Regions from separate parts of the Mus musculus genome. Here regions 1, 2, 3, 4, 6 and 7 are each linked to region 5. Evidence: chromatin contacts called from public HiChIP or PLAC-seq, Micro-C and promoter capture Hi-C data. All regions are on one chromosome and are shown on one strand. The core of a region is the stretch at or near the end of the contact, and the rest is flanking DNA. Distances in the headings are between cores, read along the strand shown.

The links. Promoter capture Hi-C pulls out the DNA fragments that hold promoters and counts their contacts. A called contact is a pair of places that touch in the nucleus more often than the background predicts. HiChIP or PLAC-seq counts read pairs in DNA pulled down with a chosen protein or histone mark.
Region 1: a contact with region 5 is called in a promoter capture Hi-C map of liver, with 2.5 times the contacts expected there. The contact joins the enhancer-like site here to the promoter of Large1 in region 5. A contact is called at or near these places in 9 of 39 promoter capture datasets (the 3T3-L1 cell line, the C10 cell line, cranial neural crest and 4 more), 3 of 484 Hi-C or Micro-C datasets (cerebral cortex and forebrain), 13 of 115 datasets of contacts at active chromatin or transcription factors (SST interneurons, bone marrow-derived macrophages, cardiomyocytes and 6 more) and 1 of 9 other capture datasets (embryonic stem cells).
Region 2: a contact with region 5 is called in a Micro-C map of embryonic stem cells, with 8 times the contacts expected there. The contact joins the promoter of Smim7 here to the promoter of Large1 in region 5. A contact is called at or near these places in 3 of 484 Hi-C or Micro-C datasets (embryonic stem cells and uterus) and 2 of 115 datasets of contacts at active chromatin or transcription factors (embryonic stem cells and pancreatic cancer cells).
Region 3: a contact with region 5 is called in a promoter capture Hi-C map of stem cell-derived epiblast-like cells, with 7 times the contacts expected there. The contact joins the enhancer-like site here to the promoter of Large1 in region 5. A contact is called at or near these places in 8 of 39 promoter capture datasets (the 3T3-L1 cell line, the C10 cell line, embryonic stem cells and 3 more), 7 of 115 datasets of contacts at active chromatin or transcription factors (embryonic forebrain, embryonic stem cells, forebrain and 2 more) and 1 of 9 other capture datasets (embryonic stem cells).
Region 4: an H3K4me3 HiChIP or PLAC-seq map of bone marrow-derived macrophages shows a contact between it and region 5, with 3 times the contacts expected there. The contact joins the enhancer-like site here to the promoter of Large1 in region 5. A contact is called at or near these places in 4 of 39 promoter capture datasets (the 3T3-L1 cell line, embryonic stem cells, hippocampal neurons and 1 more) and 7 of 115 datasets of contacts at active chromatin or transcription factors (bone marrow-derived macrophages, embryonic forebrain, embryonic stem cells and 2 more).
Region 6: an H3K4me3 HiChIP or PLAC-seq map of stem cell-derived neural progenitor cells shows a contact between it and region 5, with 4 times the contacts expected there. The contact joins the promoter of Sin3b here to the promoter of Large1 in region 5. A contact is called at or near these places in 6 of 39 promoter capture datasets (cranial neural crest, embryonic stem cells, hippocampal neurons and 2 more), 6 of 484 Hi-C or Micro-C datasets (embryonic stem cells, muscle stem cells, rod photoreceptor and 1 more), 8 of 115 datasets of contacts at active chromatin or transcription factors (the NIH/3T3 cell line, astrocytes, embryonic forebrain and 2 more) and 2 of 9 other capture datasets (adipose tissue and embryonic stem cells).
Region 7: an H3K4me3 HiChIP or PLAC-seq map of embryonic stem cells shows a contact between it and region 5, with 4 times the contacts expected there. The contact joins the enhancer-like site here to the promoter of Large1 in region 5. A contact is called at or near these places in 3 of 39 promoter capture datasets (cranial neural crest, embryonic stem cells and stem cell-derived epiblast-like cells), 2 of 484 Hi-C or Micro-C datasets (cortical neurons and embryonic stem cells), 12 of 115 datasets of contacts at active chromatin or transcription factors (embryonic forebrain, embryonic stem cells, neural tube and 3 more) and 1 of 9 other capture datasets (embryonic stem cells).

Annotation. Positions count from the first base shown.
Region 1 is chr8:73,918,471-73,922,703 of GRCm38.p6, forward strand. No RefSeq gene overlaps it. Among named protein-coding and RNA genes, the nearest start is that of Large1, 570 kb to the left of the region's middle. Within about 2 kb of position 2,336, at least 4 of the 459 cell types and tissues checked have an H3K27ac peak or open chromatin away from gene starts, as enhancers often do. A contact at or near this core is called in liver, where this site is marked.
Region 2 is chr8:72,568,610-72,572,996 of GRCm38.p6, forward strand. It overlaps Smim7 (small integral membrane protein 7), which reads right to left and starts at 2,439. Exons shown (of 5, transcript NM_172396.3): 1 at 2,395-2,439; 2 at 2,265-2,306; 3 at 1,357-1,409; 4 at 247-337. The coding sequence starts at 2,420. Tmem38a (transmembrane protein 38A) reads left to right here and starts at 3,214. Exons shown (of 6, transcript NM_144534.2): 1 at 3,214-3,618. The coding sequence starts at 3,495.
Region 3 is chr8:74,325,658-74,329,495 of GRCm38.p6, forward strand. No RefSeq gene overlaps it. Among named protein-coding and RNA genes, the nearest start is that of Isx, 550 kb to the right of the region's middle. Within about 2 kb of position 2,069, at least 8 of the 459 cell types and tissues checked have an H3K27ac peak or open chromatin away from gene starts, as enhancers often do. A contact at or near this core is called in stem cell-derived epiblast-like cells, where this site is marked.
Region 4 is chr8:72,813,117-72,817,442 of GRCm38.p6, forward strand. It overlaps Large1 (LARGE xylosyl- and glucuronyltransferase 1), which reads right to left. Exons shown (of 15, transcript NM_010687.2): 15 at 1,482-2,905. The coding sequence ends at 2,708. Among named protein-coding and RNA genes, the nearest start is that of Gm39198, 29 kb to the left of the region's middle. Within about 2 kb of position 2,690, at least 44 of the 459 cell types and tissues checked have an H3K27ac peak or open chromatin away from gene starts, as enhancers often do. A contact at or near this core is called in bone marrow-derived macrophages, where this site is marked.
Region 5 is chr8:73,351,688-73,356,027 of GRCm38.p6, forward strand. It overlaps Large1 (LARGE xylosyl- and glucuronyltransferase 1), which reads right to left and starts at 1,853. Exons shown (of 15, transcript NM_010687.2): 1 at 779-1,853.
Region 6 is chr8:72,720,838-72,725,169 of GRCm38.p6, forward strand. It overlaps Sin3b (transcriptional regulator, SIN3B (yeast)), which reads left to right and starts at 2,433. Exons shown (of 19, transcript NM_009188.4): 1 at 2,433-2,571; 2 at 3,207-3,313. The coding sequence starts at 2,473.
Region 7 is chr8:72,676,227-72,680,097 of GRCm38.p6, forward strand. The region is part of intron 9 of Nwd1 (NACHT and WD repeat domain containing 1); the gene reads left to right. Among named protein-coding and RNA genes, the nearest start is that of Nwd1, 31 kb to the left of the region's middle. Within about 2 kb of position 1,260, at least 19 of the 459 cell types and tissues checked have an H3K27ac peak or open chromatin away from gene starts, as enhancers often do. A contact at or near this core is called in embryonic stem cells and stem cell-derived epiblast-like cells, where this site is marked.

The DNA.
Region 1 (4,233 bases), core at 1,086-3,585, 570 kb after region 5:
AGGGAGCCAAAAACTTCTGGTGTTCTGCCGTAGACTCAGGCTGATTGGCCCAGTGATATCAGCTAAGACAGATCTTCACATCGCTGAGAGAGGCACAGCCAAGAACTTCTCTTGGCGTTCTGTCTGGTTCCTCCTTCTGACTGGAGGCTGAGGCTTGGCTGTCTCCCTAGGTCGTGTTACTGCTGTTGCTGACCTGATATTTCCATGAAGTGTTTGTGAATGGATTGAGCTGCCACCGCTAACCTGTGAACTGAACTGCCAATTTCTAGATAACACAGATTCGAGTTGTTCCAAAAAACCTTTCTAAACAGGTCCACTTCCCTTGTATATTTTCTTTCCCACTACCTCTGGTGGGTGGTGGGTTAAAAGGGAGGTTAAAGCATTAAAGAGCCATCATTAAAAACAGACTTTGAAAAATTAAATTTACAGGCATAGATTTTTAGCATGCCAAAGAAAACATCAGAATTTCTACTTTATTCCAGTTACCTGTTCCCTCTGGCCTTTGAATCGGCCTTGAAAAGAGAGAGGTGGGGTAGACTAGGGTCTAACAATGCCCTTCAGGGACACATCTTCAGTGACCTAAAACCTCCCACAAATTCCTGTCTCCTAAAGTTTCTAGAACCGTTCAAAGGCACCATAGTACTAATAAAACATCGATTTTTAGGGGACACTTATCCAACTATAGCACTTCCTGTGACACTATTATCAAACTCTAAAGGCTGCAGCTTCCCTTCTAAGAGCTGGAATCAAGACTGACAAAACTTCCTTTACCTCTATTCCTTAAACAGAATTATAACTTGCTTGTGTTTTCAAAATAATTTTTTTCTAAATGTTAAAGGAAGCTGCAAGGTAAAAGCGACAAGACACATAGTATAATGATAGCCAACTCTAGGAACCACAGTGGACAGCAAGCACAGAGGGATTTCTTCATACACAAACCGAATAATAAGGAATCCCCCTCTTACCAAATTACTGCATTTGTAGGTCTCAGCCTTATGCGTGCTCTGATAGAAGGCTGAGTCAAAGGACTTGACCTGGGAGGAGGAGGGTAGAATAGCATGGTTGCAGGTTCCATATCATCCTGTAGAATCTCATCTGGTGCTGTGGTCTTTATGCCCCCAGTGGCTAATGCCTCCCAGGTCTTGGTCTGTAGTCAGCACTTCTCTTGAATGACTCAACTCCTCTTTATTTGTCTCCCTCTATGTTCCTTCTTCTCGTCTAGCACCTGGTGCTATCATCTGCCATGCTGGATAATAAACGCCAGAAAGAAAGTCTTTCCTGACTATTCTCCTGTATCCAATTGTCATTTAGTTGCTGCCAAGCAGCTTCCTCAAATCTCTTTTTTCCATCACATCCTCTCATTCACAACTTCCTCTGATCTCCAACTCCCAAGTCTTCCCACAATCGGGTCACTTTCATCACTCATCTGGATCATTGTCTCAGCCTCTAACTAGCTTAACTTCCTTTCATGTATTCCTCATAGAAGGAATAAAACATTTCAAATATAAATGCAATTAGATCATTCCTTTCCTGATTACATGTCTGAAAATTTCATCATATACTCAATGATTATAATTTCAAAAAAATCAATTAGAATCTGACTGTTTACCTTTTAACTCCTCTAGGACTACATCCTTACATACACACACCCATCTGCACATAATATTTGAACTTGGTGGCTTGACACGTGTGCCTGATCCTGTCATTCTGAGCCACTACACTTTCTCTAATATGTTGCTCTGATATATGGAACTTTGTCTAGCTCTTTCCTTTAAATGAAGGAACCCGATCCTTTGCCCTTTGTCTAGTTTCACCTAATAGTTGTTAAGTCTTACTTGCTCTACAATGTGTTCTTCTTTTTCAAGTGTGTGTGTGTGTGTGTGTGGGTGTGTGTGCAAGTATACATGCATATGCATGTAAAGATCACTGAACCTGGAGCTCATTGATTGGTTCAATAGGTTGGCTAGCAAGCTGGAGCTCTGCTTGTCACTGATTTTCTCCATCTTCAAAGTTATAGATGTGTGCCACCATGTCTAGCTTTTGCATCTTTGATGAGGAACTAATGATGAGACCTCATGCTTACAAAGCAAGCACTACTGAGGGAGCCATCTCAGCTGGCACTGAGTAGCTGAACACTAACTGGGACTAATACTGTCCATGACCTTGGATTCTGGAGCTTAGTTGAAAATTCACATAGAATGCATAAAAATGGAGTCACTTGACAAATATTGCCAGACTGTTGTTTTCAGTTGGGTTTTGGCAATGTGGACCAGAAAGACAAGGGCCAGACTTCTTTCTTGTCAGCAGGACATTTACCTTGAACTATGTGATTCATTACATCATTCCACAAATGGTGTTGTGTACTTTAAGCAAGCAAGTTGCCTAACCCAGTTTGTAGGCAGAGAACTAAGTTTGAAGAGAAAAGTTCTTTTTCTTTAATCTACTCTAATTTCACTTCATTTTTCCCTCTTGTTTCTCCTGTAGATGAAGCCCATACCTTGTCTGTATTTCCCATATCCATCTTAAGCAGTCTAGAGTGCTCTGGAGTCACTCTCCTTGTGCTTTCTTTAAGGATGTATTGGTGGGAACAAGGCTAATACATCTCTTAAGGTGGGGTTTTAACTTCTGAATTTATTACCCTGGATGTTCTCTCACTGGTAGGCCCTACTTGAAGTATCCTGCAGAGGAGGGGATGGTGAGGGAAGCCACCAAAGACAGAAAAAGGGATTAGTGTTCATTCCCCCCAGACACCTTCTCCTCCTCATGCTGATTCTCAGTCAATAAGAGATTAGACAGGGGAGAAGGTTTAAACATAGCTATGCTTGTTCTCATTTCCTGTTAATCCTCTTCCCTCCATTCACACTCTAACACATGTACAGAGTCCTGGGCATGAGTCGGTGGATGAGCACACCCACCCACACAAAGCCTCCTTTTGGTTTTGGACTTCTCTGGGAAGCCACAAGCAGAGATTTTTACTTTTATTTTCCAGAAAAATGCAATTCTGACAGTAGTGGAAGAATCTTGTGGTCTTTGAGATCTGCGTAAGATAAAGTGAGAAAGGAGAGGTGTGGGTAAGAGGAAGGAAGAGAGAAAATAACCAAATGGAAAGATGTTTTCATCATGATTGTGGCTGGGAGAAAGAGACCCTTAAGATTAACATAGGAAAAAGTAGAAACTATGGAATACCACATGTCCATAAAAAAACACCAAGTGCCAGATTCCTTTATCTTCTATCATGAAAACAGTCTCTTAGAACAGACATGGAACCTGCTGATACCCTCACAAACTTGACTTTTACTGTTCAGATAGATGCTATACTCTTTCAGTAGAGGCATCTATACTGAAGGGAGGCTTCCTGGCTATGTTCCTTATATGGGAATTTACATGTTCCTCTCTTCAGTTTAGCTAGATTTCTGCTTCTTGAACTATACCTCTCTTTTGCTCAGGGTGAGTTATGGTAATACCTTTAATTGTTTTTTATTTCTGTTTCTTTTAAATATTTCTTTACTCTCCAGTGTTTGAATATTCAATGTTTAACTTCCATTGATGCAGAGAAATTACTTTCATTGTCAACTTAAAAATTCTATCTTAAACCATACCCTACTTGGGACAGAATAGCTTGCCCCCCACCCCCAACTATTGGCTCCCAAGTTGTTCAGTACATCCTTAGTTCAAAAGCAGTGATGGGGTGCAGAGTCTTCAAGATGGATACAGCTCTCTGCAAAGACTGTGAATAAGCATTTTAGAAACTGGTTTCATACCTTCATCTGAAGGCACCTAGACTGCAGGCAGATAGAACCAGGGCTTCTTTCCCCTGCATGGAAGCAATTTACTGGCTGTTGTTTATTTAAAACTGCTGGCCTGCTTTTCATTCCCAATATGTGACAAGTATGGAAATCAAATGAGAGAGAATAGGAAAATTCCTCAGCACAGTGGCAAGCCCCTTGATAGTCACAGAATAAATAGAAAATCTTCCTGTGTATGTGTGTTGGGGGTGCATGGAAGAAGGATTTGGACACTACAAAAAACAAGATGTGTGTCTCTTGGATAAAGTTTTAAACCCTAGTGTTGTGTATATCACTCTATCTTGCCTTTCCTCTGTTTTCCCCAACTCCAATTGCAAAGTGCTTTATAATAATGGTTGGTTATAAGTGCCAGTTGGTACTGGAGTTTTTAAATTATATTTATCTTCTGTGTGTGTGCAGGTATGTGTGTGTGTGCAGGTGTGTGTGT
Region 2 (4,387 bases), core at 1,189-3,688, 780 kb before region 5:
CAGGGGTGGGAGACACATGGCCAGATTGGACTTAGAGACCACCCTCCAATGTAACCAGAGTTCTTATTTTGGAAGAAGGGATAGCCCTTGAGCTTCAACTAGGGGCTGATAGGATGGCTCAGTAGGTGCCCCATGCCAAGCCTGATAACCTGAGTTTGATTCCCCAGGACCCACATTATAAACAGACAAACTGTGAAAAGGGCAGGAGCAGGTAATGAATGTGAGCACCAAGCAAGGTAAACTTACACGATCATGCAGAGCATCATGAACACATTCCACAGTGCGATGAAGATCCGGAAATACCTCAGGCTTAGTAAAAACTCTCGGATGTTGTCTCCTGCAAAGCCAGAAAGTATGGTTCATGAGGCTGTAACCCAACCTACTACCAAACATCTGTGGCAGCCCCTGATGCATCCTTGTGGAGCACCAATTCCCAATGCCTCTGAATGGTGCAAGAATGGGCACGTGGCTCAAGTCTGTCCAATTAGAGTTCTTCCTGAGCCGTGGGTCCTAGTTACCAGGCCCAGGTTGGCTAGACTGAGAATTTGCCATCTCCACACTTTGTGGCCGAACTTAGAGCACTGCATGCGCACCAGAACACATCACCTGCCATCGCTCTGGTTTACCTCCTTAGCTTTTTGTTTTTTGTTTTTTTTTTTAATAAATGTTGTTGGTTTTTTGTTTTAAAATAGAGCAGAATATGTTTAAGTCAGAGGACAAACTATCAATTCTCTCCTACGATGTAAAACCTGGGGAATTGAACCCAGTCAGTCTTGGTGGCAACTGCCTTTGCCTGATGGGCCTTTTAGCAGCTTCTGTAAATTGGATTTTGAGACCAGGTCTCACTCTGGGGCTGAGGCTGGCTCAAAACTCTAATCATATCCACACTTGTCATGGAAAGGACCTCTGCCATGTCACATCAACCCACGCTGGCGGCGGCAGCAGCGGCAGCGGCAGCAGCGGCAGCAGCAGCAGCAGCGGCAGCGGCAGCAGCACCTTCCTGACACCCACTTTCACTATCCCTCCAGAACACCCTCTGAATCGCCCTGGGCTGAGTCCCACAGGGCAGGATCACTTTCTTTACCCACACCCCGACAGAGCAGTCAGCTAAGTGGCTGGCAATATGGTACGCACTCAATAAAGCTGATGAACAGAGCATGGTGGAGTACTCTTGTCATTCAAACACCTAGGAGGCAGAGGCAGAGGCAGAGGGAGCAGGCATTCAAGGCTAGTCATGGCCCTCTAATACCACATCTCAACAATAAAAAGGAAAAAGAGAGGAAAGCGCAGGTTGGTGAGAGAGAACAGGCACCCTGGAATCGACTTAAAGTGTTGAAGGTAGAAAGACATGCTTACCTGTGCTGGGTTCCTTCGATTCTTCCCCAAAGCCTTGTGTGTCCTTCTTTTTCCTATAAAGAACAGCAGATAACTCCAGCTTTCCGTGAAACATAAACACCATCGGATTTCCTGACCCTGACACTCAGCTAGGAAGGGCATGAACTTCAGCTCTGCCCCCGACTTGCAGTGTGACCTGGGGCAGTGATACAACCCTCTGTGAGACACTCTCAACCAGCCTAGTCCATCACAGCTGGGTGTGCAGCCACAGACAGGATAGAGTGGGTCCAAGAGCCAGAAAGGCATTCTTGAGGGATAAGCCTGAGCATGAGGCTCTTTGGAGATGCAAGCAATCCCAGGGTGCAGATTTTTTTTTGTTTGTTTAATATTAATCTGCAAGTAAGAATGAGTGTGCCGGGCCGGGCGTGGTGGCGCACGCCTTTAATCCCAGCACTTGGGAGGCAGAGGCAGGCGGATTTCTGAGTTCGAGGCCAACCTGGTCTACAGAGTGAGTTCCAGGATAGCCAGGGCTACACAGAGAAACCCTGTCTCGAAAAACCAAAAAAAAAAAAAAAAAAAAAAAAAAGAATGAGTGTGCCATCCCGCAGCAGTTGTGTGGAGATCAAAAGGACAATCAACAGGATTTCTACCATGGGGGATCCGGGAATCGGACTCAAGTAGTCAGGCTTGGCAGCAAGCGCCTCTGCCCGCTGAGCCGTTCCCTGGTCTAGAGAGTACAGATTTAAAGATCCTGGAGTGATACAGAACTGTCAGAGCCTGGTGAAGCAGCGCGGAGGCGTGGCTAGAGGTAGGATTAGTGGGGCGTGGAGCATGCACAGGGCGGGACTGGCGGTGACCAAGGGTGTGGGCGGGGACTGGCTGTGGGAGGGCCTGGCTGTCTGGGACACCGCCTGTCGCGGCCTACTCACAGTTTAAAGTTGAGCACAGCCCCGGCGTTCATCAGTAGCGTCCTGCGGAGGGACAGTAACGGTCAGTAAGGGTCACCCCCACCCCTCTGACTGCCACTCTCCGACCTCTAACACCCCTCATTCATATTACCCGAACAGCAGTATGTCTCCGATCATCCTTACACCCAAGGCGTCCGTCAAACCGGAAACGGAAGCCGTGATGAGGGGCGGAAAGTGGAACGAGAACTGACCAATTCTGAATCAGCATTGGTTGGGTTCGACTGAGGATGTAGCATGATGTCACCTACAGGGCGGAGCTTGGGGTGCGCGCGCGCATGCTCAGTGTTACGTGCCACAGCTGGTCCCTGCTGTTGATGCCGCTCGGGGGTTGGTTGGGCTATGGATTCCGGGCTACAGAAATTGCGCCCTTGACCCTTGAGCCGCCCGTGAACGGCTTGGATATGGATATGGGCGCGGCAGATGCCTGAACTCCAAAAGGACTCCACTTGGGTCCCCACGGAGAACTGCGATCCCGGCTCAGAGTGCATAGAGTCAGGATGACCTCCTGCCTGAGTTGTACCTCCCACGGACCTCCCAGGTCTGACTCGAGTAACCCCACGGAGAATGAGAGTCCTGACCGGACAGACTTACAGAACATAAGGCCTGGATTAAGGTCTACAGAGGATGGATCTTAACTTGTGGGGCCTCCTGAAGCGGGAGGGTCCTAACTTAGTGGATCCAGTCTGGGCTGGGGTCCACAAAGAGGAGGGTTCTGACTTGTGGAGCCTTTTAGAGAGACAAAACCAAACAGAACGTGAGGGTTTGGTTGAGGTCCCCTTGTGGGAGGCGGGGTTCTGACTTTGGATCCTCAGGAATGAAACATGATATTCTTGGCTGAGATCTTCCGAGGGCGCGGGTTTTGAGGGAAATAGGGGTCCTGAATTGGTTAGTCCCATGGAAAAGGGACAGGATTCTAACTACGCAGATGTTTAAGGACAAGATTCCCTCTTGTGTGTGCTGGATGCAGGGGACAGATCGCCTTTTTGGCTCTGTTGAACGAGTTCTGACGTCCCTACGGCCCCGCATTTTGGGCTCCCGGCTGCTAGGAGTCCCCCACCACCCCTCCTCTCCCGAGGGGTGGGGGCAGGCGGGGGGCGGTGCCTGGCAGTGGGGCGGGCTCAGTGGCGAGGGAGCATTCGTCGGGCAGCGGGGCGCGGGACGCACGGGGCCGGGGAGGCGCCCTCCATCGCCATGGACCTGATGTCAGCGCTGAGCCTGGGCGAGCTAGCGCTCAGCTTCTCGCGGGTGCCGCTCTTCCCTGTTTTCGACCTCAGCTACTTCATCGTCTCCATCATCTACCTGAAGTATGAGCCAGGTGAGTCGAGGATTGTAGGAGTTACCAGGAGGGAGGTTGCCCCTAGCTTGATGATGGAGACGAAAGGAGGAGACAGGCTAGATCCTGGAGCTGGATGGGGGAGGAGGCAGAGGCTGAGATCGTGGAGTGCTCCCACGCTCGCGCAGGTGGAGGAGCGAACCCTGGGGACAGAGGCGCTGTGGAAAGGAGGCTGCAAATGAGGTGGGAGGGAAGAAAAGGAGCGCTCTTGTTTACGGTTAGGAGGACAGGTGCTGCGGGGTTGGGGTTGAGGGCGGGGGCAACGAAAAGGCCAGAGTCAGGTTAGAGCAAGGATTCCTGAACTTAATCTTGGGCAAGGGGGATTGATGGTGGCGAAGGTTCCAAATCAAGGATCGGACCTGCCTGGGCGAGGGTCAGATGTTCTGGACGTCAGCTGCCATGACCTCCCTTAACGCCCTTGAATTGACTGCCTGGTGACTATATAAGGACTGGCCATGCTGGGTGCTGCGATCAGGTTCGGGGGAAAGTGACACCCATGTCCCCTCTGTACTGCATCTTTTGGCATCTTCTTCCCTCCCTTCTCACATGCCAGCTGGGCCAGCTCGGGCCTGGGATCCTTCCCACTTATGGAGCCTAAACCGTTCCAGGACAGGGCAACTTTGGGTCAGCTTCCTTTCAAGAGTCAGAGGAGGATAGACCCTACTTCTTTGATTAAAAAAAAAAAAAGTTAATTACTTTTACTTATCTCTGTGTTGTGGGTATGTGTGGAGGTCAGAGGACAGTTTACGGG
Region 3 (3,838 bases), core at 819-3,318, 970 kb after region 5:
CCCATGGGATGGGTCTCAATTTGTGCTGGTTATTGGTTAGCCATTCCCTTGGTCTCTGCTCCATTCTCAATCCCTGCATTTTTGGTAGACAGGATAAGTTTTAGGTCATAAGTTTTATAGGTGGGTTGATGTCCTTATCACTCCACCAAGCTTCCTGCCTAGCCACAGAAGGCAGCCTCCCAAGGCTCCATATCCTCAATGCCTTGAGTCACAGCTAAGGCCATCCCAATTGATTGGGTACCTTCCCTGTTCCAGGTCTTTGTCTCTTCCTGGAGATACCCCTAACCCAGACTAGTCATTTGCAGATTTCCATTCATTCTCATGACCAACTGGCCATCCCCCCTGCTCTTCCCCACACTCAACCCCAAATATTCCCCTACTACTTTCATGTTCTCCTCTCCCATCAGTTCTCTCCTTCTATCTGCTTTCTATGACTATTCCATTCCCCATTTCCAAGTGAAATTCAAGCATCCTTGTCTGTGTCCTCCTTCCTGCCCAGTCTCCCTGGGTCTGTGGAGTAATAGCGTGGGCATCCTGTATTTTATGGCTAATATCCACTTTTAAGTGGAATACATACCGTGCATGTCCTTTTGGGACTGGGTTACCTCACTCAAGATGATATTCTCAAGATCCATTCATTTGCCTACAAGATTCATGATGTATTTGTTTTTCATAGCTGAATAATATTCTGTTGTGGAATACTTACCAAATACTACTGAAATAACCTAGTGGGGAAACCCCCACTCAACTGCCATGTATCTCACACAGGAGACAGTGGATTCGACCACAAAGCTTGGAAGCTAGGGGTTTTTATAGAAAAGGAGTGGGGCTGGTGGAGGAATTGGCGCTGTTTCACATGATTGGTCCATTTAAACATCAGCAGCCTGCTAACATTTAACTTAGGTCAGAGGGGTGGGAGATAGGGAGGCGATGGGCCTGCCCGGGCATGTCCTGGTCTGTTCTGCTATGTTCTCAGCCCCAGGTTTCAAAGCTCACAAACAACTCTTTGGGCTATTTGACATACATTACATGAATCACAAGTCACAAGTTTTATTTCCTTTCATTACCAAACTTTCTTTATCAATTCTTAGGTTGAGGGACATCTGGGTTGTTTCCGTTTCTGGCTATTACAAATAAAGCTGCTATGAACATTGAGCAAGTGTCTTTGTGGGATTAGAGAACATCTTTTTGATATATGCCCAGGAATGGTATAGCTGGGTTTTCAGGTGGACTATTCCCAGTTTTCTGAGAAAATGCCAGATTGATTTCCAACTTGATTGTACAAGTTTATACTCCCAGCAGCAACTAAGGAGTGTTCCCCTTGCTCCACATCCTCACCAGCATTGAAGTGGCTTTGTATTTATCACCATGCACAATACCCAAATCCAAGTGGATCAGGGGCCTCAATATAAAACTGGATACACAAAATCTCATAAAGAGAAAGTAGGAAATATCATTGAATGTATTAGTACAGAAGACAATTTCCTGAACAGACAACCAGTGGTTCAGGCTCTAAAGTTAACAATTGATAAATGGGGCCTCATGAAACTACAAAGCTTTTGTAAGGCAAAGGACAGTGTCAATAGGACAAATTGGCAGCCTTACAGATTGGGAAAGGATCTTTGCCAACTCTACATCTGACAGAGGACTAACATCAAAAATTTATATAGAACTCATTAAGTTAAACACCAACAACCCAAATAACCCCAATTTAATGGGGGCACAGAGCTAGCCTGAGAATTCTGAACAGAGGAATGGCTAAGAAACACTTAAAGAAATGTTAAAAGTCCTTAGAAATCAGGGAAATGCAAATCAAACGTCTTTGAGATTCCATCTTGTAGCTGTACAGCAACCATGGATGAACTGGGTATACCAGAAAGGGAGTCTGGAAATTAAAAAGGATGGGTGAATGAGAGAAGGATGAAGCCAAGACAAAGGTTTCTGATCAAGGCTCAAAATTAAATTTTCAGCTCTGTATTTATATAGGCAAAACCCACAGACCCATCCCTTTGTTCCAGCTGGATTGAGTTGCAAAGCAAGCTCAGCAGGCAGCCAACTCCTCAAAGCTCTGGCAGGGAATTGCAAATGCCAGGAGCAGACTCTGGACAGGAGTTGTTTAGCCTACTAAAGGCTGGTGGAAGGAATTGCCATCTTATACCAGTCAGCATGACTAAGATCAAAAACTCAGGAGATAGCACACTTTTCTCTTTCTTTATTTGCCTCACATCAGGAATTTGGTTGAAGCAATGAGAAAAACAGTAATAATTGTTTATGTCTTTTCTATGCAACTAGGTGGAAAGTAATCTCCAAAGTATACCATGATGGTCTTGTTGTAAGACATTGCAAAGGAGACTGCCTGTTGGCATGTATACAGGGGACAAGTCACTGAAGTTTGCTTAGGAAACCAGGGACCAAATCCTAGCTCCTCTACTTGCTACATATAGTTCAAGAATGCTGGTTGATGAGAATGTTTCACCTGGTTATAGGGGCAAAGAAATTCCAGCCCACAAACATGTACTGGGATTCTACAAAGTTCCTGAAGACAATTTCTTAATTCTGACAGCAAATCAAAAGTGAATAAGTGGCTCTGGGAAAATTAGGATCATAACAGACAAAGATAACAACAATAACAAGGAACCCTTGGGAAATCTTCACCTCGATGCTCAGTTAGGTACATTCAGTAATCTCCAAAAATTCTGAAATGTAGGTAAAGCTTAATGTAATTCAAGTGAAGGGGCTAAACCATATTTGAGCCTAGATCTGTCAACTTGAGGCTCTCAATACACCGCTAATTCTATTATCTTTAGAAGCAATTTTATTGCCCCTACCCAGTCAAAATGCTTATTGGTGTACAATATCCTAGATTTTAGAAGGATTCATTGACATCGTTGAAATGTGTTCATTTTTGACCTTTGACTGGCCATAGCCAGATAAGAATTTGCACCTAAAGGCTCTTCAGACATGAAAGGTATTTAGCTTGGCTCTGGAATTTGGAGACTTATTTGACTTTCCTGACGTTACCCTTGGGAAATGCTGAAGTACACATGTGGAAATTAAAAACCTTGTCTGCTGATTTTTTTTTCAGCTTTTTCTAAGACCTGGATGTTTGTTAAGAACATGGTATAAAATGACTGTTGAAAAAAAAGTTCCAGTAATATAGACCCTTTCCTGATTTGACCATGTCACTCATGATGATTAGAAAGAAAATAGCCCCACAACCTCATAAGGAGTGGCACTGTTATGGGGTGTGGTTTTCTTGGAATAGATGTGGCTTTGTTGAAGGAAGTGAATCACTGGCTTGGAAGTCTCAGATGCTCAAGTCAGGCCTTCCTGCTTCTCTTCCTGCTACTTACTGATCTGTATGTTGAACTCCCATCTTCTCCATCACCATGTCTTCCATGCTTCTCACCATGACAATGCTTTATTAAACCTCTGAAAGTATAAGCTAGCCCCAAAGAAATGTTTTCCTTTATAAGAGTTTTTGTGGTCATGGTGTCTCTTCACAGCAATAGAATCCATGACTAAGACATGTTTCCAAAGGGTATCACCACAAGACATATCTAACTTATCTCTTTAGCCCTTGCCTCACAAAACTAGTGAAGACACAATTTTCTTCTTCTATTTTATGTCTTAGAAAACAGAAAATGAAAGTGTTTGCTAAAGAGATACTACTAGGCAGGCTCAGATGAAATAACCTTCATTTTCTTGCAAATATCCACTGATTTCCTTTGAAAACATACCCCATCACATATTAAAGAAGTGTCACAGTTAATCTCGGTTGTCAACTCTAGTGACTTGAGAAGTCCTAAATTAGCAGCACATAGCTCTGGGCGTGCGC
Region 4 (4,326 bases), core at 1,440-3,939, 540 kb before region 5:
AGTTTCATCATCTTCCAGTTTATGGGTATTATAGCAAAGTAATTAGCATCTTATTTCATTCTCAAGACTGACCCTGTTTGACTAGCCAATTATATGGTCATTGGATAGTCCTATAAATATGCAAATGAAAACAAGGTATCTGTGCCTGATTCATGTGCCAGGATAAATGTTTAAAAAAAGCTTTAGGGAATTAAAATTTGATGCTTAATACTGAGGAGCCAGTGTAACCAGCTAATGCTCAGCTTGACTCAAATAGCTGGGAGTGATTACTTCAGATCCAGCTGCTAGCAACAGCTAATCTCGGGGAAAGCAGCAGAATCTATGTGTGCCTCTGGGTATGTGTACACATACATGAGTGTGAAGGAGGAAAAGAGCAGTCAGTGCTAAAGGGAAATATTAAATAGCCAATCATGGCATTTAGGGAAAGTCACTGAACATGGCGACTGGAGAGAGAAGGACAGTAAATTTTGTGAACCTTTGAGAGGTGGCTGCAGCACCCATTACTGAAGAAACTCAACTTAATATGATTTTGAACACCTTTTTGTTATTTTTTTTCGTAATGGTACTCATGGATTATGTTCATGTATTACCTTGATAATGATAAATCCTGCATATATGCTATACATGCAGATATTTTCTTTATATATTATATATATAATATGATATATATGTACATACAATGTGATAGTTAATATTGTCCACTTGATAGGATCTAAAATTAACTAGGATAATCACCTAGTTATCTAGAATCATCTAGTTAACTAGGATAATCAACCTCTAAACATATCTGAGAGATTATCTACATTAGGCTAACTCAAGTGAAAAGTCCCTCGCAGAATCATCCCATTGGATGGGGTCCCTGATTGAACAAAAAAGGAGAAATCAGTCTGAGTGCTGATCCTCATCTCTTTCTGCTTCCTGACTACAGGTGCAATGTGATCAGTTGCTTCAAGTTCCTGCTACCATGCCTTTCCTTCCAAGATGGGCTAGATTCTCAAACTCTGAACCAAAATAAACACCTTTGTCAGATGTTGTCCTAGTAACAAAAGAAGTAATGAATAAAGACACAAACTTGTCTGTACCACTGTGACAATTAATTCTAATTACAATTTTCTTCATTTTGTATTAATTTAGGGGAACACCCTTGAACATACCACATGTAGTGGTCTCATTGATTGGACTATCATGGGACTCTACAGGACAAGATATCCCTTAAAGACAGGCTATTCAATTGAATGATACTGTTTATCATAGTTTGCATACTTAAAATGTAAAACATCTGGCTACAGTGGTGAGACAGATGCACCATGGAAAATCTGAATTTTCCTTGAATTGGGAGGGAAACAAAGGTGACATTTTAGACAAGAGAAAGATGAGATATAAGAACAGAAAGTGTGAGGTGCTGTGCACAGATTTGACTTTGCCTTCTAGACCAAGTGTGTCATGTGGCTTCTTACAAGGGTGGGAGGGAGAAGAGGAAGAAACAGTCTGTACTTCATTTATTGAATGCAGCTTTCGCTGGTCACATGTCAACTCAATACAAACAGCCCAGTACAGGGTATGCCATTAGCTCTTGTTCTCATCAATGTAAACACAACATTAATAGTGAAGAGTAAAGAAAATGGGTCCAGTGTCTTCCATATGCACAATGAAGAGGTTCGTGCCAACACTTGGACAGGTCCTGAGGGGAAACTAAGTTCATCAGCTCCCTCACTTTCAACAGTGAGGCAGGGAAGAACACAGAGATACCTGACCCATTTCTTCCAGTGGCTTCAATGTAGTCATACAAGTGTTCAAATTGGACTTCTGTGAACTGTTCAAGTTCTTCTATAGGCCCAAGAAGGGAATCATACCTTCTGTGAGTGCTGAAGTAGTTCCATGAAGCCCTTTCCTTGTGGCTTGGTGATGGTCCATAGAAAATGTGAGTTGCATATAGTGTTTGGACTCATATTTCTGTAGTCCCTGTCATAGTACTGGATCTAGAGAGTGGAAACTTGGAATCAGGTGGTCTCAGTGTTCATCATGAAGGAAGCTGTTCACCCAGGAACATCCTCCACGGGTGCTTGACTTGCAGGGCCACTGCTGCTGAGGGGTGTTGATCGAGGGAGTTGATTTTTCTTTCAGAGCTTTAAGGATTAGATTTTTTAAAAAACTTAGATTTCTAGATCAAAATGAACAAAATCCCCCAAATTCAAACAACTCAAAACAAAACAAGAGTGACTTTGAGAATAAACAACCAATTCATCCCTCCTTCAGGTCCCTCATGTGTAATGTCCATATGAGAGTCTCCAGATGTTTGTTTGGGTCCTTGGGTTGCTGTCCATATGGGTACCCAGCTAGGTGGCAGGATACATTTCCATCGTAGGAAGCTTTATTGCTCTTACTTTCTCAACAGCTAAGGTTTGACCCATAACTGTTAAAAAGCAATGGGAATATCCAGAAGCCCTGACTTGGTCTGTGGCTTTGTGATGATGTTAAACTCTTCATTTGCTTCCACTCTTCTATGTCCCATCCTGGAAGCACCCATGGTGGGCTGGGTCTCTGTCCAAGACTTCAGAAGAGAGCAGCTTTGTGGGGCCAAAGAGACAAAGGGAAACAAACCAAAGAAAAGCAGTGTTGGCTTTTGTCTTCAAAGGCTGGGCCCCAGCAGGAAGTGGTTCTTCCCTTGTGGCACGTCTCTCCCTAGTGGTGGCTCTCCCTAGTAGTGCTAGCTGTTGTTCTCAGCTGTGAGATATTTCAAGGCAGCAAAGCCATATCGTCGGGACATGTCTTGTTGAAACTCTTCCTTCAGGGTTTTGAGACAGATGCGGTATTGCTTGTTGGAACGGAACTTAGTGATGTCGAAACTAGGGGCATGGGGCATGTGGATCATGTAGGCATTGGGCAACACGGTGAACTCATACTCCTAGAAGGAGGAAGACAAGAGTAATGAGAGATCTTGTAAGAGCTTTGGGTCATGTATGATTCTGAATCAAGGGAATGGAGAATAACACCAGGAAAGGCCACAATAGCTCCAGAATAACTCGCTTCAGGGTCCTGTCCATGAACTTATATAAAATATCAGAGTCATCTGAAGTTTGGTTTTCTCATATACAAAGTGAGAGTGATAAAATCTATCCTGAAGTATGATTATGAGGGTAAAACTCATACTTTATGGGAAAAAGAAAAACAGAACACATGTCCACTCCAGCGGCTCTCCATATAGCACATAGTCAAACTCTAATAACGTTACTATGCAATCTTCTCTTGGACAGTGAACTTTCATCTGTTTATGTGACAGTCTTCACAAAAAGTATAAAAAGAGGGGACAAAAGAAAAACAAAAGGCAAGGAAAAAAAAGCAAATGTTAAAGCTCAATGTGGTGACTCATGTCTATAACGCAGCACTTAGAAAGCCAGCATGAGAAGACTGCCATGAATTCCAGGTCAAACATAGCAAGTTTCATCAGTCTAAGCCTTAGTATAAGATCCTTTCTTAAAAATAGACATATAAATAATTATGTAAATAAAATACCCAAATAAAAAACTAAATGTTTAGCTATATTAAAGGTTAAGAATAATAAAATTTTCCTTGACTTCTTATAAGTGAACAGTGGACACAAGTTTAGGACATGTAACAAAGATAGAACCCAGCACATGCACAATCTATCTATATATATCCTTACTCCAATTTGGATTCATGTCATCTACTTTCTCAGCCCAGAGCAGACAAGAATAAACTCAGCAAGGCAAACTAAGGACAGGAGAGGCAGATGCATCAGGCAGAAGACAGCAGCTAGTGGTAACATTAAAAAAAAAATCAGAAGAACATGCAAGACTCTAGGGCCCACCTGTCTGGGCATTTTACACAGAAACAGAGTGGGCTACTCATCCACCAGGCTCTATAGCTGTGGCTCTGTGAGTGCCTCACTATCTTAAGTCACTGGAATGAAGATGTCTGATGAGTGCTATAGGCAAATACAGGAAAGTATATGGTCCACTTGCAAAAATTCTGTGAATGTGTCTAAAACAGAGGCTAGGCCTTTGTGACAGGGAAAAAAAATAAACTTTTTTTGAATGGTCACCACACAACACTGTTGGGCCCAGAAATACCACTGTTCTTGCTGGTAGCAGCAATGGTAGGCTAGGATTCATGGTCTCTAAGCAGGTTTATCAGTCAGGACATGGGTACCAATAGATGGATATCATGTTTTGTTTTGCTCAACATGGATACTGTTCCACAAAGTCGGTAGATTCTCAGTCACCTGGGATGGCTCAGCTTCAAGGGAACATGTGTCTCATGAATAGCAAATGGAGTTGACAAACTACAGCCTGTCTGGTTTGCTTC
Region 5 (4,340 bases), core at 603-3,102:
TCACCCAGGAGATGGACTGGGTCAGCAAAAGACAATCTGTTCCCTCTCAAGTGACCCATTTAAAGTCCAGAAGTGCACAGGTTTAATAAATCTCACACTGGTAAAGACAGCTTATAGAAAGAACTATCCTTACAGAGCGGGGGCATTTCAAGGCGATGAACAGTATAACTTCATGATAAACATACTTATCATTCCAACCTCCAGAAGCAATGACATTTACAGGAAGCTCTGAGTAGACACTGATGACTACAAGAAGTTTAGTGTAACAGGACAGACCAGGTATGTTGGTTGGGACTCCCCCTCACGGGTATCCATGCCATCCAACCACTTTATCCTAAAGAGCTTTTGGAAAATGTGGATGCATACACCCAACCCGGCCTCTTTTCAACCTATTGGAAAGTTCTCTGGGCATCCCATCATAAAAGGCAGGTGAACGTCGAAGAAAAGCAGGAAGGGTCCCAGGGTGGCGGGAAAACAATACCTCCAGGTGTTACTAAGAACCTGCCCCCTACACACACACACCAACTCGCTCTTGCCTATCAATATCTTGTACACCTAAGAGCATGTCAGGCCCTGAGACAGATCCTGGGGACACTAGAGATTGGGGTCTTCCACCTCCTGCTTTTCCGGGACTCAAAGCCAAGTCAGAAACGGTGTGCCCATCCTTTTTACTAGCATCCTAAGCACACCGGGTACCAGCCACAGGTTTGGATAAGTTGTCCAGCATTGCTCACTAAAGCGTTCCCACGATGGTTCTCTCGCACATCAGGGCTCTTACCTTGGCCTTGACTACATCCAGGCAGAGGTACACTCCGAAAGAGCTGAACCGCGTGGTGCCACTGACGCCTACTAAGTGCAGTGGGTCCTGGTGGAGATCCCAGCTGGAGCTGTTCTAACCCGACCGACCGACGGTGCCAAGCACAGACTTCGGGACAGCCTTGGGCTCCAAATATCAATAGGAAAGGTCCGCCTTGCCGGGACTGAGCACTCTCCCTTCTTTCTCCTCCTCCGAGGCGGCTGCCGAGAGCTGCTCTACGCCAGAAGGACTCTTCCAAGCCCTGGGCGCCTCGCATGGGCAAGGGCCTGGGGGCCGCCCTGGGTTGGATCCGGGAAACCAGCGCCAGGAAGAAACGGGGAGCCGCAGCTCTGCCGGCTTCACCTTCCGCGCCCCTGACCGCTTAACCCCTTCAGGGCAGGGCCTGCCCGCAACCGGCCCGGCCAGGCAAGTACACCGGCAGCCCCAGCCACGGAGAAGAGGCGAGGCAGGAGGCAGGAGGCTGGAGGCAGCTCAGCCGGACCGAGAGACCAGCGTGGCGAACGAGCACTGGGACCGACCGTAGCTGCTTGCGGTGACCCTCCCCCCCACCCCCCGGGCCTGCGCCGCCCGCCCGCGGCTCCGCGAGAAGCGGGCGCTGAAGAGGGCCTCGCCCGGGCCTGGGGCGCGGGACCGGGGGCGCGGGGCCGGGATAGATGCTCCTTGGAAGGTCACGGCCGCCGGGGCGCCGCGAGCGGGACGCAGCCCGATGGGTGCGGGGAGCCCGGGCGGGCAGCCCCCGCCGCCACCTTGGAGACGCGCCGGCTTCCCGGAGCGCTCAGGTTTGGAGCCGCTCGTCCGCTGCAGACGCTGTGGGCAGCCTGGAGCCGCGAACGGACAGGCGCGCGATCCCCGCTTCCCGCGCGGGGCCGGGAGAGAATCGCTGTGCGGGGACCGGCGTGGGAGCGCGCTGGCGGGCGCTGGTGTTGGAGCTCCAGGCTAGTCCAGCCGCCGCCGCGTGCTTAGAGCGTCGGGCTCGTTCGGCAGCTGCAGTGACTGTGTGTCTGTGTCATGTCTGTGCAGCTGGGGGGCGAGGGGGAAGGACCGCGATCCTGGGCTGGGTTCCGAGCGGGGGCGGGACCGGAGCCCGCCTCGGGGCCACGCCTCCTCCCCGTGATCGCATGGACAGCCAATGGGTAGCGCCAGGAATGTGCGTCTCTAGTGCCCGCCCTGCCTAGGCTACGCCTACGACCAAGCGCCTCCCTCCGCTCCTTGGTTCATTGGAACGCAGGCGGATGAAACACCCGGAGCCCGGAGCCCGGGCCGGGTCTCGGGAAAAGGGTGCTAGCTGGAGCTCCCCGCCCTTCTTTCCCGGACTCCGGCTACCCCAGATTTGGATGAAAGAGAGTGAAGAGAGGCGGGTTGAGTTCGCAATTGTTGCTTCCGGTTTGCGAGCAGGGTGGGTCACCGTGCCACTCCTTTTACAAAATAACGGTTTGGGGGGAAGTAGGAAGTTTACCCTGCTTTTCCTTCGGTTGGGAACGCGGCTCTCCCCTAGGTTGACCGGTCATGGGGCAGCCAGAGCTGTGAAGAGGCCCGATTTGAGCGGTTTGACATCATCTTGCTTGGATTCTGGATCCAAGAATCCTGTGCAAGACTCTGGTCCCCCTCACCAGAGGAAACTACATTTTTGTGTCCATATATACACGCATAGATGCACCTCCTTTCTAATTTTACTCTTGCTCAGAGCCCCGCTTTCAACGTCCACTAAAGGGACATCTAAGCCTCCGGATGTTGATGAGGAAGGTGAGGATGCGGAGAGTCCGCCCGGACTGCGGAAGGAGCGGAAAGATTTGGTTATAGTAAAGGGGATGGGATGTCCCTTGGGAGAATACCCTCCCTTGAGGCTGAAGCAGAGCCTGGGTGAGAAAGAGGACCAGAGCGGACGGTCTACTCCCACTGGAAGACGGAGCTCCGAAACTGCGATCCAGCTTCCGGGTTTTTTCCTCAACTAGGTCCCTTGGCTTCTGGGGGCCCCTTCCCCCAGAGTCCCCACCTCCCCCAATCCGTAGGAGCCACTGAATCTCTGTCTTCCCCTGCGCTTATCTCCTCCGGCAGCCCACCCACTGTCTTTTAATGGCTGGGGAGGATGGAGAGAGGTGGGATGCCTTAGAAAGGGCTTCCTATCTCGGGACTCTGAGCTGACTATCTTACCCGAGGTGGAGCATCACTCTAATCTCGCATTCGAAGATCCAGCTCCTCTCTGATCCCATCCCTCATCCCCAGCTCTGGCCTTGATACCTACACCCTTGGACCGTCCTTTGACCTGCTCGACACTCTCGGCTTCCCTGCGTTCTCTAGAAGCCAGGACCCCTTTTACCACCAGCAGGGGCTCTCCCTCAGTTCCCAGCGCTGTTTACCTAATCAGTAGGAGCCTAAGTCTTGGAGGATGCGAACCGAAGGTAGCGGTTGCTTCGGAATAGTTAACTGCGATGCTGGGGTCCTGATGTCTTATCTCTACCAGAATAAGTCTTACCACGAACGTTGCAGGGATAGCAAATCGTATCTGGGTTTGATGCCATTATTGTGTCGGAAAAGAACATTATATGGTAAAATAGTATCTAATATCCTAAAAGCCATTAAAGTGTCAAAGTTTAATGCCAAGCCTTTTAGCTCGAAGGCAGCTCAGTTCTTCCTCTAACATACAGCTTTGTTCTAGAACTCCCAGAAAACAAAGAGATCGTTTTATTTTATTTTATTTTATTTTATTGCAGAACGGCAGTCCTTTCTACTTTCTTCCTCCTCCCCCACACCAGCCCCCACCTTGGAACTGGGTAAAATTGAAGCAGTAATGTGTGCTTTCTTTTTATTTATCGCTTCGCTTCAGTTCATCAATGGTGTAAAAATGCATTATTACAATACATTAACATGTTAATAAGGGAAAGGAGAGTCTTGGAATTCACAAGCAAAAGAGGAAATAATTGAATTAACATCAGAAACTCAAATATGATGAATGTGGGAAAGAAATGTCTCCATTAAAATGGCCCAAAAGTGGTACTTTGTCTACATCTTGAAAAATATGAGCGGGGTAAAGCGGAAGCAATGTTCACTGGGGTCAGTGAGGTGCCATAGTTACTACCAGATTTCCTGATGTTGCATAGCATGTGTCAACAAGCTCATTGAATGTGAAAAAGCTTCTCTCAATCAACCCAAGGTTACAGTTGTACACCACTGATGTAAGGAATGGGCTAAGTGGGGAGTTGGTTAAACTGTTATAACCCCCATACGCCACTGGTAATTCTCCCTCATTTTAAATTTTTCCTCTCGAGAACTGTTAAGCTCTTAAATTTCACAGTCTAAGCAAATGTAAGTCTGTGGTTTGAGTGTGTGTGTGTGTGTGTGTGTGTGTATCCTGAAGTTGGAGGTGATTGCCTAGGAATTATGCCTCCTTGACACAAACCAAGATACAAATGTCATAAAAAGATTTTGGCTATAAGATAGTATAAGGAATGCAGAATAAAATACAGAAGGAGATATATCTGTTATTGCTAAAGAGTCAGCACAGATTTCGCTGAGAACTGAGAAA
Region 6 (4,332 bases), core at 1,183-3,682, 630 kb before region 5:
GCCTACCTGGTATACTCTCCTTCCTTTTTGTTGGGGCTATAGCTTGGAGATGGTGTCTCTGTAGCCCAGGCAGGCCTCAAACTAATGATCCTCCAGTCTCACTTCCAGAGTACTGGGATGCAGGTGGGCATCACCATAGCCAGCTTCTCTGTCTCTGTCTGTCTCTGTCTGTCTCTCTGTCTCTCTTGTCTGTATGTTTAGTCTCATGTACATGGGACCATATACATACATGTGTATATTCACTTGATGGCCACAGGTTAGCCTTAGGTGTCTACCTTGACCACTTTTTACCTTACATACCTCAGGGTCTCCTGATGTCCTTGGGTTTCCATTGCTTCGATGAAACACTATGACAGGAGGCAGCATGGGTGTGTGTGTTTTGCTCCAGCTATGGAGGGTGCTGCTTAGTGGCTTGCTCCCCTTGGCTTGCTCAGCCTGATTTCTTAAACTCAGCAGGACCAGCAGCCCAGGATAGTCAGAACCCACAGTGGGCTGGAGCTTTCCACATCAACCATCAATTAAGAAAAATCCCCCACAGACTTGCCCACAGGCCAGCTAGATGGAGGCATTTTCTTGGTTGAGGTTCCCTCTTTCCAAATGACTCAAAACTAACATTGCAGTCGCTTAACCTGGCCAATGTAGTCATCTTGGCTTGCCACCTTGCTCTAGGATTCTGTCACTACTGCTTCATTGCTGGCCACCATGCCTGCCAGAAAACCACCTCTTCTGGGGTCATAAGTATGTGTATAAAGCCCCATTACTTTTGACATGCCCGGTGATTGCTGGAGTTTGGATTTGGCTGGCATGTGCTGGGAGCACATCCTCACAGCGTGGAGGGCACTGGCAGCAGGGAGGAAGCTAAGGGGTGAGAGCTGATTAGGTCCTTATGTTATCATGTGCACATAGGGATGCATGTGTGTATGGAAGCATGTGGGGGCCAGAGGTCCACATCAAGTAGTTTCCTCTTCTGATTTCCACCTTGTTTAAATTTAAAAGTTGTTTTATGAATATATGGATATTCAATTGGCATGTATCACATGTGTACCACATGTGCCTAGTGTCTACAGAGGTCAGTGAAGGTGCCAGATCTCCTGAAATTGGAGTTACAAGCAGTTGTGAGCCACTATGTAGGTGTTTGGAACGGAGGATAGGTCAGCCTGGAAGCAGAGGTCCCATGATCCAGGTTTGCACACATTTGTGAACGGAATCAAGGAATGTCACTCTGAGAGGAGTTAATGGGTAAAGAGCTTGCTCTAAGCAAGCAGGAGGATCCAGACTAGGGGCTGTGACCCCAGCACTACTGTGGAGACAGGTGGACCCATGGCCACTGTATCAAGTGAAGACAATGAGCTACAGGTTCAGTAAGAGATGCTGCCCCCAAAACACAAGGGCTGGGTGATAAAAGATTGTGCCCATCTCTGGTCTCTGTACACACACACACACACACACACACACACACACACACACAGGAGTGAGTTTACCTACACATATGTACACACACGTGCACACACACACATACACACCCAGTGCAAGAATTCAGTCCACATGGCTCTTGAATGGATGCTGCTCACCTACAGCCCATTGCTGTATCAACCTCACAGAATAGACATTCAGAAACTTGTTCCAGAAAGCACCAGAGCCTTGCAAATATCACTATTGAGGTCTTGGGTCAACACAGACATCTAAGCTTGTTTTCCCTCTCTCTCTTTTTGAGACAAGGTCAACACCTAACTGTCATTTTTTTTTTTAAAGATGCAGTCTTTTTTCTTTTTTTTTTTTTAAGTTTTATTTATTTAATGTATTTGAGTACACTACAGTGAAGGTTGTGAGCCTTCATGTGACTGCTGGGAATTGAATTTTAGGACCTCTGCTCGCTCCTGCCAACCCTGCTCGCTCCTGCCCAAAGACTTACTTATGATTATAAATAAGTAAACTGTAGCTGTCTTCAGATGCACCAGAAGAAGGCGTCAGATCTCATTACGAGTGGTTGTGAGCCACCATGTATTTGCTGGGATTTGAACTAAGGACCTTCGGAAGAGCAGTCGGTGCTCTTACCGTTGAGCGTTGAGCCATCTCTCCAGCCCCTAGAGATGCAGTCTTAACTATGTACCCCAGTTTAGGTTAGACCTCTCAGTGGTCTCCTCTCAGACTCCCCGGTACTGAGATCACAAGCGAGCCTGCACACTGAAATGTGAAGTTTATAGAATTAATGCGTTTTGAAATATTCTTCAACTTTGCTTTACTTTCTTTCCCTCCAACAAAACAAATCAAAAAACACTTTAGGCCTTCCAGGTGGCCACAGACCCCCAGGGCACATAAGTTGAGAAAGACCTCCCGCCCCGTCCAGCAAGGCCCTTATGTGGACACTCCCCTATTTGACGCCACGAGTCTCCACCCCCTAGGAGGCGGGGCCCGCGCAAGCGCGACCAGGGCTCAGGCGGAGGCGGGGCAGAAGCGGCTCTGACTTCCAACATGGCGCATGCAGGCAGCGGAGGCTCCGCGGGCCGGGGATTCGGTGGCTCCCGCTGGGGTCGTTCGGGCTCCGGAGGGCACGAGAAGCTGCCGGTGCACGTGAGTGATGTCCTTAGCCTCTTCCTGGGGACTCGGACCCCCGCGGGGATGGCGCCCCGCCGTGCGGCCCCGCCTTGGCCTCCTCTCTGCGCAGCCGGGCCCGGGGACCCCACACCCCTTCCGCGGAATCCTTCGGTCTTCGCGGCAGCCCCTCGGTTTCCCCCTAACAATTCATTTCCGCCGCTCCTCGGACTTCTCAGAGATACAGAGGTCTTTCTCGACATCTCTCAGTCATTCCTGCGATCCCTGTCATCCCCGGGACCCTTCGGTGCACCCCGAAAACCTTCGATCCTCCTAGTTGGCCCGTAGTTTCCCTTTTACGCCCCTCGGTCTTCCAAGGGATTTCGCGTCCTCCTCGAGACCCTTCGGTCGTCCCCGCCGGTCCTCGGTCCAACCCGGAACTCCTCGAGGCCCCTCGGGACTACCCGCAGGCTCTCGGGACTACCCGCAGGCTCTTGGTCCTACCCGCAGGCTCTCGGTCCTTCTAGTCGGACGTCGGCCCTCCCAGTAACACCGCAGTTATCCTCGCGGCCCTCTGCTGCCCCGTGCCACCCCTCTTCTATCCCTGGCCTTCCAGCCATCAGTCACTGCATCGCGCGACCCTGGCCCACCTCTGGCCTTCTTGTTCCCCACAGGTGGAGGACGCTCTCACCTACCTCGACCAGGTGAAGATCCGCTTTGGCAGTGACCCTGCCACCTACAACGGCTTCCTGGAGATCATGAAGGAGTTCAAAAGCCAGAGGTAATCTGCAGGGCCTTGTACACCCAGGAGCTGGGGGCTGAGCCCTCTAACCCCCAAACCAACTACACTGTGTCTCCTCAGCTGTTAATCATGCACAGGATTGGAGGGCCCTGGGAATCTCTTCTAAAACAGTCGCAAGATGAGGTGGTTCTGAGGAACTGATGGGATTCCTGGAAGGGGTGAAGGAATTGGGGAATCGAGGCCTGAACAGGGAGTGTTGGGTGTAGTCTTTATTTAAAATGTTGATTTGGGGGTGGGTAAGATGTCCCAGAGGGTAGCAGTGCCAGCCACCAAGCCTGACCACCCGAGTTTCAGCCCTAGAGAGATGAGAATTAACTCCTACAAGTTGTTGACCTGCCCTTGAGATCTGTGGTACATGCCCAAATACAGAAAATAAATGGGGTACAGATTTTGATTGTTTGGGGAAGCATTTTTTGTTAATACTGCAGGAAAATATTACTTATGATCTCTTAGCTCTTGTCCCTACGATGCTTTTCAATAGCACTTACTAATCTGGAACCAGTGTGGTATGAACAGGAACTGTTTTGTAGACACAGAGCAGTTAGGCGTATTGGGTTGTTTCTGAGTTAATGTCCGTGTCTTCTAGAATCTTCTGGGAGGTGTGGCTTGGTTTAGGTAAGGGACTCATCCTAGTGACAGGTGGGTGGAGCTAGAACCCAGGCTGTCAGTCAGACCGCTTCCCACAGATCTTGGTACTGACCTGCCTGTCTGCTCTCAGGAAGTGTAGACGGCCTGGGCTGGTTTCTTGTGGATATTCAGGGTACTGAAGCCAGAAGAAGACCCTCATGTCATTTCAACTTTACCAGTCCCCTAACTTGAAGGCTCTGGTGTTTAAACACTTCCTTTAGTAAAAAAATGAAAGTGTATCCTTACCTTTCCCTAATTCATAAAATATGAGGGAATTTCTCACATTGCTTGGAGAACTGTGTCCTGTTGAGTCTCAGCCCAGCACCTAACTCTTGAGACATCTTCAGAATTGGGCCCAGGAGCTCAAATGG
Region 7 (3,871 bases), core at 10-2,509, 680 kb before region 5:
ACACTTGAACATGCACACACACAAGGCACATACAAGCATGCACACACACAAACATGCATACATGCATACATGGAGCATGCATATGAGAGTGCACATATGAATACAACACATACAGAATAATTACTGTAGGTAGATGGGGTGATGCACCTGCTTTTCCAGAACTCAGGAATCTGAGGCTGGAAAACTACTGCAAGTTCAATGCTAGCCTGGATTACATAGCCTGAGCTATGGTGTGAGACCCTACTTGAACAAACCACACACATATGCACACACATGTGTACACACAAAGGAGAAAGGCAAATGTTCTATGAAGATTCTCCTTCCTTCCTTCAAGACAGAGTCTCAGTGTGTAACTCAAACTGGCCTCAAAGCCACAATACTCCTGCCTCAGTCTTGTGGTAACAGGTGTGCCGCAGTCTAACCTCTATTGGGTCTCCTATCTGTGGGGAACGAATTTCTGGTTGCAGGTGGGCAAGGAGTTGGTGAGAATGGGGTGACAAACAGACACGACACAAGGGAGTGTGTTGAATCTGAATGCATTGTCCAAACGAACACCAGACTTTTTTATACAGAAGAAAAACAAAAAAAGCCAGGTGAACACATCCACCAAGTTACATTGACACAAAACAAATAAGAATGCATACATAAAAAGTTGGCGGGGACCAGGCCACATTTACCACTTAAAATGGAGCCAGGTGAATGCTCTGATGCAATGCTAGTCTATTGTTAAACTCACCACCAGGGGTTCTTTAGTAAATACCTGATTACGCTATTCCTCTGGACCTAGTGAAGAAACCTGTACCAGGGGAATTCCCTTCCACTAACTCTTTCATGTGACAATCCACCTATTTGCTAGGCCATTGTGTATTCCTGTGTTTGGGTGTGACTCAGCTATTGTCCTAAGTAATTACTATGCAGACTAGCCCTGAGCTTTCCTAGTTCTGTACTTTGTAATGCCTAATTAGTATCACAGTCTCTACTAGAAGTGAATTTAAGTGTTACTGAATAGGTAACATTCTTAGTGAATTCCAAGCTCAGGGTCGGCTTCAAGGATTTTCTAGGAACCATTGGAACACTGGTGGAGGCTTAGCTATGTCAAAATCAAACCTTAAAGGCACTTATAAGAAAACAATTCTGAAAGAGAGCACATGGATCCAAACACCAGACTAACGTGGGGACAGGCTTTGAATAAACAGGCTATGGGAATGCCAAGGTTCCAGGAGGCTGTTTCTGTGAAATTCTTTGCCTCAGGACTGCTTTCAGGCTTTAGGCCGGTAGGTAAAGCAGAGTGCACTGGAGTGGTCGAAGCACAGGTGTGAGCCATCATGTGCAGCTTTATGACAACTACCCCTTCTGGGCTTGAGGAGCTCTCCTGTTTGTCAGTTCGTGTTCCGGATGGTATCTTGTTTCATGTGCTATTTCTTATCTACTTAAGTGCATTTATTTTTTATTCTGTGGGAGTATGTGTGTACCCCAGTACACATGTGGAGATCAGAGGTTTCATTTCTCTCTTATCTTGTGGCCCTGGTGAATGGCAATCACCTTTGTCTGTGAAGCCATTTTGTCTGCCCCAAGATTTTATTTAAAAGTAAATTTGGAGTGGGGAGTGGAGATTGGTGCTGGAGTCCCAGGCTAGAACCCCAACATTGGCAGTTCCCAGAGACATCCTAGCCTCTCACCTGACTCAACAGGTGACAAGATGCATGGAGGAAGATCAGGTGTTCAAGGTCTGCCTCAGATACATAAGACACACTGACAAAAGAGAAAGTAAGGAGAGAGGGATGGAGGGGTGGAGGGAGGGAGGGAGGAAAAGGAAAATTAAACGAATGGGGAAAAGGTAGGTCCTGTGCCATGGCTCAGTTAATAAAAGTGTTCTTTGTACAAGCATGAGGACCTGAGTTCAAATCCCTAGCCCCACTTAAGAGCTCAGTTCACCAGCATGCACCTGCAAACCCAGGGGTACAGTCAGGCAGATCCCAGTCTAGCTGAATATGTGAGACAGGCTCAACGAGAGGCTTGATCTCAAAAAGTACATGGCTCATTACATAAAGGTTCTTGTGGCAAGCCTGAGGACCTGAGTTCAGTCCTGGGACCTAAGTGCTGGGAATAGAGAAGTGATTCCCACAGGTCCTCCATTGACTGCCACACAGGCACACAAACTAAGAACAAAAACAAAAACAAAATGTAATGTAAAGAATTAAACTGTCAAACAATTCAAAGATAAATTGGTAATCTTAGAGTTTGGTAAACCTCTGGGTGTGTTCTATGTGTATTTCAAATAGGTGTCAGTATGTCAGCTAGGTGTGTCCTGTGGATATCTTTGTCCCCCATATTTGTCTGATGTGTGTGTATGTGTGTGTGGTGTGTATATATGCATGTGTGTGTATGTATGTATGTATGTATGTATGTATGTAGTGTGTCTGGTGTATGTATTGTTTGTGTGTAGTGTATGTGTGTAGTGTGTGCCTGGTATGTATATGGTGTGTGTATGGTATGTGTGTCTGATGGGTATGTCTTGTGTATGTGTTTGTATATATCTGATATGTGTTTGTCTATGTGTGTGTGATATGTTTAGTGTATGTTATATGATGGGTGTGTCTGGTGTATGTGTGTGATGTGTTTGATGTGTATGCCTGGTGTGTGTGTTTGATGGGTGTGTGTGTGGTCTTGCAGCGCAGCGGTCATGGGGGAATAAAGGGAGTGGGAGAAAACCCGTGTTCCACCAGAGTTCTGGTGCTCTGGGCGGGTGGACGCAGAGGACGGCCACAAGCTTTCCATGCGACCCCGGGTGGGGGTCTGGCTGTGGGAAGCTATGGACCCAGCTTGCAGGGGTGGGGTGTTGGGGGGGTGGACAAGGGGCAGTCCTAGGTCTCTGGGCCTCACGGAGGCCAGAGATAACAGGTTCTCAGTCTCAGGCATCCCAGACACCACTGTACACTGCAGAAGAGCTGAGAACAAAATAGAGGCCCCCCAGGATGTCTTGGTCAGCCCCAGGGCCAAAGGGAGGAGAGGGCAGGGAGAGAGGGCATACTAGATGGTTCCCATGCGGGTGAGAGTCCTTGGTCTGGTCCGTGGCTGGAGCCCAGGAAGGCCTTCTGGTGGGAAGTTAGATGGGGCTCTTTAGGGGAAAGCCAATCCCATCGTTCAAGCACGGTGGGCCTTGATGAGCACAGACAGTCTATGGTTTTAGAGCTTTATTGTAGAAAGGCAGGGAGAAAGAGAGAAGGTAGAAAGAGAGAGAGAGGCCGGCCATGGCCATGTGGAGAGAGGGGGGAAGAGAGAGGGGCCAAGCAGCTCCTCTTATAGTGGGTTGGGCTACCTTGCTGTTGCCAGGTAACTATGGGGAGGAGCATGCCTGGCTATAGTCAGGTAACTGTGGGGGTGGAGTCTAGCCAGAATGCCAAAAGCTTCGGACTGATAGTCACAGAATTAAGGAGTCTGTGGTGTCAGGCACCTGTCTCTGGGAATGTGGCTCACTGTTCCATCCCTTGTAGAGTTTTCTACTGGGTCGCCCGAGCAAGCTCCATTCAACCAAAATAGGCTGCCTTTCATGGCCCCATATGGTGTGTGTCTGTCAGGTGTGTCTTTGATGGGATTTGTTTGTCTCTGCCTCTCAGGTTACAGTGCACGCTTGCAGACTGGGCTTTTGCCTGAGTTCTGAAGACTGAGCCACCTCTCCATCCAGGGTGTTTAGACATTCCGTGCAACCCCATTACCACCCTCCCTCAAACCTTGCTGACACTTTCTCTGTGAAACCTTCATTCCCTATATCCCTCCCCAGGTCCAGGCTCCTTCCTCTTAGACTGCTTTTGGGCTCTCTTCCTGAATTTGAAGGCTCTACATACTTCCTATAAATTGTTTAAGAAAGTGA